Linked DNA regions of Zea mays: region 2 is linked to region 1. The links are chromatin contacts, called in public Hi-C maps. All regions are on one chromosome and are shown on one strand. Each heading gives the region's core, a stretch centred on a gene start, on an enhancer-like site or on the middle of the called end of the contact. The rest is flanking DNA. Distances are from core to core; before and after follow the strand shown.

Region 1 (4,145 bases), core at 1,606-4,105:
TCATCCTGGGTTATTATTAAGACCTGACAGAAGTGCAGATGAGAAGACAAAACTTAACAGAGACTGATGGGACTGATCGATCATTCAGAAGCACCATGATGGGCTAAAGTTCAACAGCTGTGCACAAGTCCAGGGGCACTGAGTTCCGTGCCTGCCAGACACCAAAACTGACTGACCTTTGATAGGGAGAAATCATCACCTGCTTCTGCACATCAAATCGATGTTAAGCCCAACAAATGAGCTGAATAGTTGAAGAACACAGTAAATAACAGATGCATCTTTATCCAAATTTCCGAGGGCGAGGGGCCCAGCCTATTATTATCAGTAAGAAGACATATCTCTACTTTCTTTTCCCCACAGCAGTAACTTTTCTATGCCACAACTTGTTCCCTAATAGTACCGCCGCAGTAGGGTATGTTGTCGAAGAAAAAAAAATTCCAGTATCACATCTGGATGTAGGAGGTTTAGTGGTACTATGTGTTCTCCATGTCCTTTTCAACTGGTTTGGCAAAACTGCTGTCCAGATTTGGCGATTAGCTTTCGAATAAAACAGGACAAAAAGAAACCAGATTTGCGGACTCGTGCGCGAAACTGGAGCGAATGGTACCAGAGAACCAAAATCCTGTGATGCCACGTTTCTCATTATCCGTTTTTTTTTCTTCCTCTTTCATGGATTGCAATTTTCTTGGAGCGCAGCCGTTACATCCTTATCTGCCTCTCAACCGCCTCATCTCTTGCAGCATGGGCCTCCTCTCTTGCAGCATGGGCCTCACGATTTGATGAAACGAAATCCTTGTAAAATCCTTTAGCTTCTGGAAGGTAGAGTGATAGAGGCGAGTAAAGCATGCGACAGCAGCCATGTGAGTACGTGACCGGCCGGCCGCCCGTCTCGGACCAGACTGACATGGAGCTCCAGGCCTCCATTAATGGAATCAATCAGGTCTGGAAAATGACACTCCCTCCTCCATGCATGGCAGTAATGGGATGCAACTACAGCCAAGTACAGTCTAAATCTTAAGGCACTGCAGCAGGCAAGTACACCTCCAATTGAATGGCAAACACACACGCACGCGCAAAGACAAAGCAACGAGCATTTGATGCAACCTCCGAGTACGTCTCTCTAATGGCGTGCATGCAAGCGTTGTTCTCCAATCTCCACTGCATTCCATCCAGCCTTTTCTCCTCTAGAATATCCTAGCCACAGATGTTGGCTGCTACTCTCTAATTAGCAACTGGCAGAAGAGAACTCAAGATTATCATACCATTATATGGCCATTAGTTTATGCTGGGTTTCAAGCTTAACTAAATGGAAATGTTGCAATATTAGAAGGGAGGAGAGACCACCAGCTACACCCTCTAGTGATTAAGTGAAGATACGGAAGAATTTCAGAGCAAAGTAGAGAGATCTTATTAGATTGGTTAATCTTGCTGTCCGAGGGGGGGTCAAATGGCAACAAGGTAGCAGGAATGTAGCTACGAAGCATGCACAGTGCCTCTTCCTCCTTCCAATTGATCCCCCGAACTAGGAACAGAAGAAATCAAAGATGTGCAGACAAGAATGGTGAGGCAAAAGACAATGGTGAAAGAAGTGACTACAAAAAATGAAGGATAAGGTGAAACCCAAAAACGGAAGGGAAGAGAGGATAGGAGCCCTCCTTCACTTCCCTTGTTTAATCCCACACCTCTCGGAGCCCATAAAAAAATGAGGCGGGGGATTAAGCAAATGGTGGCGTGGCTGTGATGGTGCTGCTGACTGCTGAGCCTTGTCTCCCACCGTGGCTACTTCGGCTGCTGTTGGGGCTGTTGCTGCCCCTGCGGCGGCGGCAGGTGCGGCTGCTGCCTCCTGCCGGTGTGCTTGTTGTTGTGCATCCAGACCTTGAATACCTGGCGGCGCACGCCGACCTGGTCGCAGAAGTGCTGCACCAGCGCGTCGTCCTGCTTCTGCAACCGCCAGCCGAGGCGCTCCGCGAACGCCAGCATCTGCTCCTTCTGCTCCGGCGTGAACTTGGTCCGGAACCGCTTCCGCCGGACGTGGCCCTGCGCCTGCACGGCGGCGGCCCCGGACGGCGGGCCGCGCTCCTCGCTGGACGACTCGGTGGCGGTGCCGCCGCCGCCGCCGCTGGGCGTGCCGTGGTACGGGAACGGCGGCGGCGCGTAGTGCGGGTGGGGCGGAGGCAGGAGCAGCGGGACGCGAGAGGACGTCGCGGTCGCCGGGAGCATGAGTTGGTGGTGGCGGCGGCGCGCGTCGTCCTTGCGGTGGAAGCTGCGGTGGCAGCCGCATGCGGCGCACTTGAGACTGTCGCCGTCCCCGGGCATGAACTCCCCGCAGCCGTCGACGACGTGGCCGCCCAGCGCCGCCGCGTGGTTCCGCAGGCACTCGTGGTACCTCGCCTCGGCGGCGTGGTCCTGGTTCCCCGGGGCGGGGGTGGGGGCGGACGACGGCGCGGAGCTGGCGCCCATCTCCTCCGAGACGGGCTGCTCCTCCTCCTCCTGGCCCCTGAATTCCATCAGCGCATGCCTGCCCCTAGCTCCCTGCCGCCGCGACGAGTACCCGACGCCGTACGTGAGAGCGACGCCGCTCAAGAAGACCCGCTCCCCCACTATGTCGCAGGGGCTGCAGCCTGCTGGGGGCTTGGGGCGGCGTCGGGGTCCGCTGGCTGGTATAGTTGCTGCTGTGGGTAGCGTTAGCTATCAGTCTATCACTCGTATCCGTCTCGTCGTTTCGTCGGGGTTGGCTTTTGCGCTTTTGATCGCGTGTGGACCGTGGGAAAGGACCGGCGGAGGGAGGCTGAGCAGGCCGGCAGCGGAGGGAGGCGGCGTGACCGTGACCCCCTGCGGCGAGGCGAGTCGAGGGCGGTCCGCGGTGCAATGCATCGGCCGACAGCGGCAGGGGTGGGTGAACCCGTCCCGTCCCCATGCCACGGGGCCCCCAGACTTTAATGATGCAGCCGGCGAGAATTGGGCAGCGCGGCACGTACCGCTACGGCCACCGCCACTGTACCCACGGGCCCGGATTACGGGATTAGCCGATTAGGGACGTGTATCTACGGCGTACAGCGAGGCGTCCGGTCCGCCCTCTCTGAATCTGAATCTGTCCTCAGTATGGACGTCTTTGACTTTAACCACTTATATATACTCTGCCTTCCAAATGTTCGAGGAGACACTGATCGACCACTTTCGACCTGACTAAATCACACCAGTACGTTTAACTACATCCCACATCAGGCTGTGAAGTGCGTCCCTCGCTTATGTACTAGGTCAACTCACGTGCATTAGGCAAATTCATGATCCAACAACTAACCTCCTGCTATAAATTGCGATTCTGTTTTTTACGCAAATAACGTAAATAGTTTATAAAGATAGCATAAAAACTCGTCCAGCTATTAGACCACGTGCACATGCCCAAATTTTAGATGACATTCTTTTACCATTGCATGCGCGCGAAAATTGGATGACTCCATAAATATAAGATTGCTCCAACAAACATAAAACTAGGCTCGTTAGAACCAATTTATGATATTTACTGATACTAATTATGCTACACGTTCTATGTATTTATGCAAGTCGGTACACTGTGTAAAAATATGTTTTTTATTGCATGCGCATAAATTTAGGATGACATAAATATGCGATGAAAGGAAATTTATTGGCATGCATGGAAACAATAAAATCTTATTTTAAATGTTGCATTTCCTCCATAAATATATTATCGTTCTAACAGCCATGCAACTAAACTCGTTAAAACCAGTTTATAATATATAGTGATACTAATTATGATACACAATCTTGATATTTATGCAATACAGAACACTACATAAAAAATTGCCATGTGGTACGCTGGTAGACACATCTCTAAATTCGAGCGTAAATACCTTAAGTTTTAAGCATAAAACCCATCACTTATGTGCATAAATACCGAGCCATATAAGAGAGGTTGATAACTCTGACACGTTGTATTCACGATCATATTTTTTATGGTAGTCGAATGCAAGCGGTTTCTATTCTTATTCAGATCCAAAAAATATATGGTAGATCGTGAGAGTTTTCATTGCATGCGCGTAAATTTTGGATGATATTTTTGTTTTCACTGCACGCATGCAAAAAAAATAGGATGACATGATTCACAGCGGGCATAAATTCTTATA
Region 2 (4,189 bases), core at 1,126-3,625, 260 kb before region 1:
CACTAGTGTAGCATTCATGATTCGTGCTACGACAACAGCATTACATATCTACAAAATCAAGGCAGAAGTAATCTTAAATCTCTCAGCTATGTTGCCATGAATACACAAAACTTGCATGGTTAACTATGCTACTTTAGAGACAGTTTTTTATATTAGTCATACTGCACTGCGTTGTTGGGTCAAGCCGCCGTTGCACCAGACACGCAAGTACCCATTGCTCTCAGATTCAGCTGGTGGGGCTGCAAGTAGAGAGATTGCATTTCAGAATTTCATTTTGCCATCACTCAGAATGGCATAGGACTGGATAAACTTACGAGGCCAACAGATGCGTGGTGCAGAAGATGCTCTCCAACCATTTGAATCTACGGTTCTCCACAACTCATTTGCAACAACATCCTTGAGTAGTAGCACTGATATCAGTACAAGATATAGTTTGATAGAAAATTCAAATAAATGTTGTACATACAATTCAATTCCATGCATATAGCATAACTCAATCAGTGATGCACCAAAAATTTGTCTCAGACAAATTGGGCCATTTATTTTTAACATTATTCCTTATATGATGCATAGATCCATACGTTGTGCTGACTTGATTTTAATAGTTATGTATCAAATCCTTACTCCAGTCTTTTCATCAGAATCAATAAACAGTAGTGATGCATCGATGCATCACTTCCCTAACAGCCTACAGCTAGCAAAACTGAGGTTATGAAACATCATGTGCCAACTGTCAATTTTACAAATGCCCTTACATTTATGTCGTAACCTGCTGGCCTGCGTCAATGTTTACAGGTCTACTATAATGCAGTAAACTAATTGTTTATGTTTCTCAGTTTTTCACAGGAACAGTAAGCTACATCCTTGGGGGTGCTGATTAAGCAAAATAATAGTTATGGAGAAGTTGGATCTCACACAACTTTGGAAAGAACTATCGCAACTTACTGCAGTCTGCAGGTAAGCCCATCAGTAATACTCTGTAACCATATTAGGTGCTTCTGCGTTGGATACAGTTTACAATCTTGCTTACAATCTCTTGAACAAGGAGTATGTATTTGTTACATATATATTATAGCAACTTTTCCATCCGTTTCAAACAACATGATTCATGCTTATTGCTTAGGCATATACACTGCCCAATTATGTCAATTTTTGCAGAATAGTTCGTTTTAGATGGTCCATTAGAGATTTTCTTTGCAAAGTACCTTGGTTAGCACCAGCACCTGCATAGCCATAGCCTCTCACCTTTCACTCTTAACTCTCATGACATTGCTATCGGTCTTCTCTCCAGTGGCAAGCAGAACAAACAGCACAACGAAATCACTATAGAAACAAGCATGAGTGACGCGAGCACACCTGGACCCTGTAGGTGCTGAGGAGGCCAACGGAGAAGGACGACCAGAGGCAGATGGTGCCTGTGACCAGTGCCGTTACAGCTAGCCACAGCAGTGCCGATCCACGGTGCCGGCGCAGTAACGTCTCTCTGCCGAGGGCCCTGCGAGGTTCGCCGAACCAATCGAATCAGCAGCACAAAGTAGACCACAATTAAAAAAATAGCGGGAAATAAATTGGGGGCGGATTGCCGCTGGAAGCAGGCGGCTCACCTGCGCATTGGGATCAGGTGTCTAGGATTTGGTCGTGCCGCGTGCGAGGGGTTCGGATCTTGACGGAGGCGAGAGCTGCGGCAGGTGGTGGACTAGGGTAGGCCTAATAAAAAAAATTCAATACGCTATAGGGTAAAAACAATACACAATTCGGTAATACACCAGCATAATATAATTTTCCAACAATTCGGATATAAAGTATCTGGAAAGGTCTCATAACCTCGCCAATCCAACAAAATAGTTGAAAACTTGCTCAAATGGCATCTCGATTTCAGTAAGGCACAGTTCACACTTCCACAATCCCTAAAATGGCATCTCAATTTCACAACCCCTAATCACAGATCACAATCCCTAAGGCGCGTATCATAGATGCGTAAGCTCAAATGCACATGAACAGAACTCACCAAGATTTAGGACTTACGGTTAGGGACTTAGGGGAAGGAGGCTCGGTCGGCGGCGCAACACCAAGTCACGAGCAATCTGTCCAAATCGAAACACGAGGTTACCAGCGAGAGGAAGCGGACGACGGCGCAACTCGCTGCAGGGCGTTGGGCATCGGCAGCCGTTCGACGGTGGGTGCGGGACAGCGGCGCTCGCTGCAGGGCACGAGTCGCGCGACTTCGCCAGGCGGCGACGCTCGCTGCACGGCGCCTGGCGACGGTGCTCGCAGTCGCTAGGGATTGGGGGCGGCCTGGCGGCGAAGGTCCCTGTCGCTGGGGGTTGGGGTGGCGGCTAGGGTGAACCGGTGAAGAACGAAGCTGAATAGCAAAGTGCGAAACACTGGCGGCTGACCACGGGGTACGGCGCTATCTCCCACCATTCCTCTCCCAAATCCACTGTTCGCACTTTCTATTCATATTTAAATACCTTCTCTTCAATTATTCTTGGGAAATTTGGATCCATACCATTAAAAGATCACCACTTTGGATCCATACCATTATTATCTCACTTACATGTGGGTCCACATGAGTCAATGACATGTGGGGTTCATGGTATATATCTAAAGTTTGGATCTTTTAATGGTATAGATCCAATTGTTCCATTATTCTTCCTCTATTTCTCCTCCTCTCCAACCATTCTCTCTATTCAGTTCCTCTTTAATCTTTAACTGAGCTATTTGCTTTTTATATATCAGTTTTCAGAGTTTTAAAAAATATTATCAATTATCATATTTATACTACTGTAATACACATTGTTATCTGCTAATTAAACTTGAAAATGATTAATTTCGCAATTATTTTCATTGATTAGTGAACAGGGGAGATTACCTTTCTAGGGGGAAATGAGTCTCTCATCGGCGTGAGGGAGAGGGGGAGGGGGTGCCGTTGGAGGCGAGGGGGTCTGGTCAAGGCACCGTATGGTCGATAGGGTGAGGGAGCCGATGAACCCTTGAGATCGCCTCAGCATCCTCACGGGACTCACCACTCACGGGCTCACCGACTATCTCCAGCTATTTACTCGTCCTCATGCCCATATTCAAACTACATTTTGCGAACAGTGCAGTCTACAGTGAAAAACAGTGCAAACAGTGCTTTTGGGTAAACTATGGCTAGACTGCTACATACGGTCACGGCCGCCCTGGGCGACAGTCGAGGAACCGCTCGGCCTCATTAGGGTTACGCTCTTTTACATGTCGATATTGGCGGGTATGAAATTAAATTTGGTTCAGTACTAAATTAGTCATAGTATTGAAATGAGATGTAATTTTAATTCTATTATTTGGATGTCACTGAATTGGAGTTTAGAATTGTGGGGTCTAATTCCATGCAGTTCAAAGGGGTGACGCTCTGTACCGAGAGAGGAAGTTTCTAGTTATAGTCCAATTCCAGAAAATTGGGTCTCTGATTCCAAATCAAAATTCCATGTGCAACTAAACAATAGAATTCAAAAAAGCCAATTCCAATTCCTAATTTTGTGCTTCAATGTCTACGTCCAAATGGAGTATTAGGGTAATTGAGACCTACATCTCTATCCCTCCTCTGTCTCTATCTCTGCTATATATTCTCTACTATTTATTAAAAACGTAAGGGGTAGTCTGACTCCGTGGTTCTGTCTCCCCTCATTCTGCCCACACCGGCTGACAGGTGTCCCCCTGTCCTCTGCTCCGCACCGTCAAGCTCCCAGGTCTCCAGCCGATCCTCCCTGTGCCTAGGGATGACAATTTGACCCGTGGATTCTGAAAGGGAAATGTGCCCTTGGGCCATTTCTAAGTATTTTGGTGATTTAGTGTCCAACACAAGTGCTTAAATGATAAACTATGTCAAATGGTGGATATGGTGCAAATCAATACAAAGGTATGATTCTAGACTTAGTACATTGGTTTTTGTGTACTAACATGGTTGTCTAAGTGCTAGAATCAAAGAAAATACAATTGGAAAAGCTTGGCTCGAAGCGGCCAAGACTCTGCGCAGTCTGGGTGCACCGGACTGTCCGGTGGTGCACCGGACAGTGTCCGGAGGTGCACCGGACAGTGTCCGGTGCGCCAGGCTGGCGGCTGTCAACTGGCTGCTCTCGGGACTTCGTCGGTGGCGTACGGCTAAAATTCACCAGACTGTCCGGTGTGCACCGGACTCTCCTATGAGCCA

Evidence for each region. A called contact is a pair of places that touch in the nucleus more often than the background predicts.
Region 2: a Hi-C map of endosperm shows a contact between it and region 1, with 1.7 times the contacts expected there. The contact joins the promoter of LOC100191988 here to the promoter of LOC100285902 in region 1. A contact is called at or near these places in 3 of 25 Hi-C or Micro-C datasets (endosperm and leaf).

Annotation. Positions count from the first base shown.
Region 1 is chr6:177,666,691-177,670,835 of Zm-B73-REFERENCE-NAM-5.0, reverse strand. LOC100285902 reads right to left here and starts at 2,855. Exons shown (of 1, transcript NM_001158791.2): 1 at 1,389-2,855. The coding sequence starts at 2,508. The coding sequence ends at 1,780.
Region 2 is chr6:177,923,481-177,927,669 of Zm-B73-REFERENCE-NAM-5.0, reverse strand. It overlaps LOC100191988 (root hair specific 17), which reads right to left and starts at 2,375. Exons shown (of 11, transcript NM_001176452.1): 1 at 2,026-2,375; 2 at 1,605-1,707; 3 at 1,357-1,495; 4 at 315-396; 5 at 163-239; 6 at 1-72.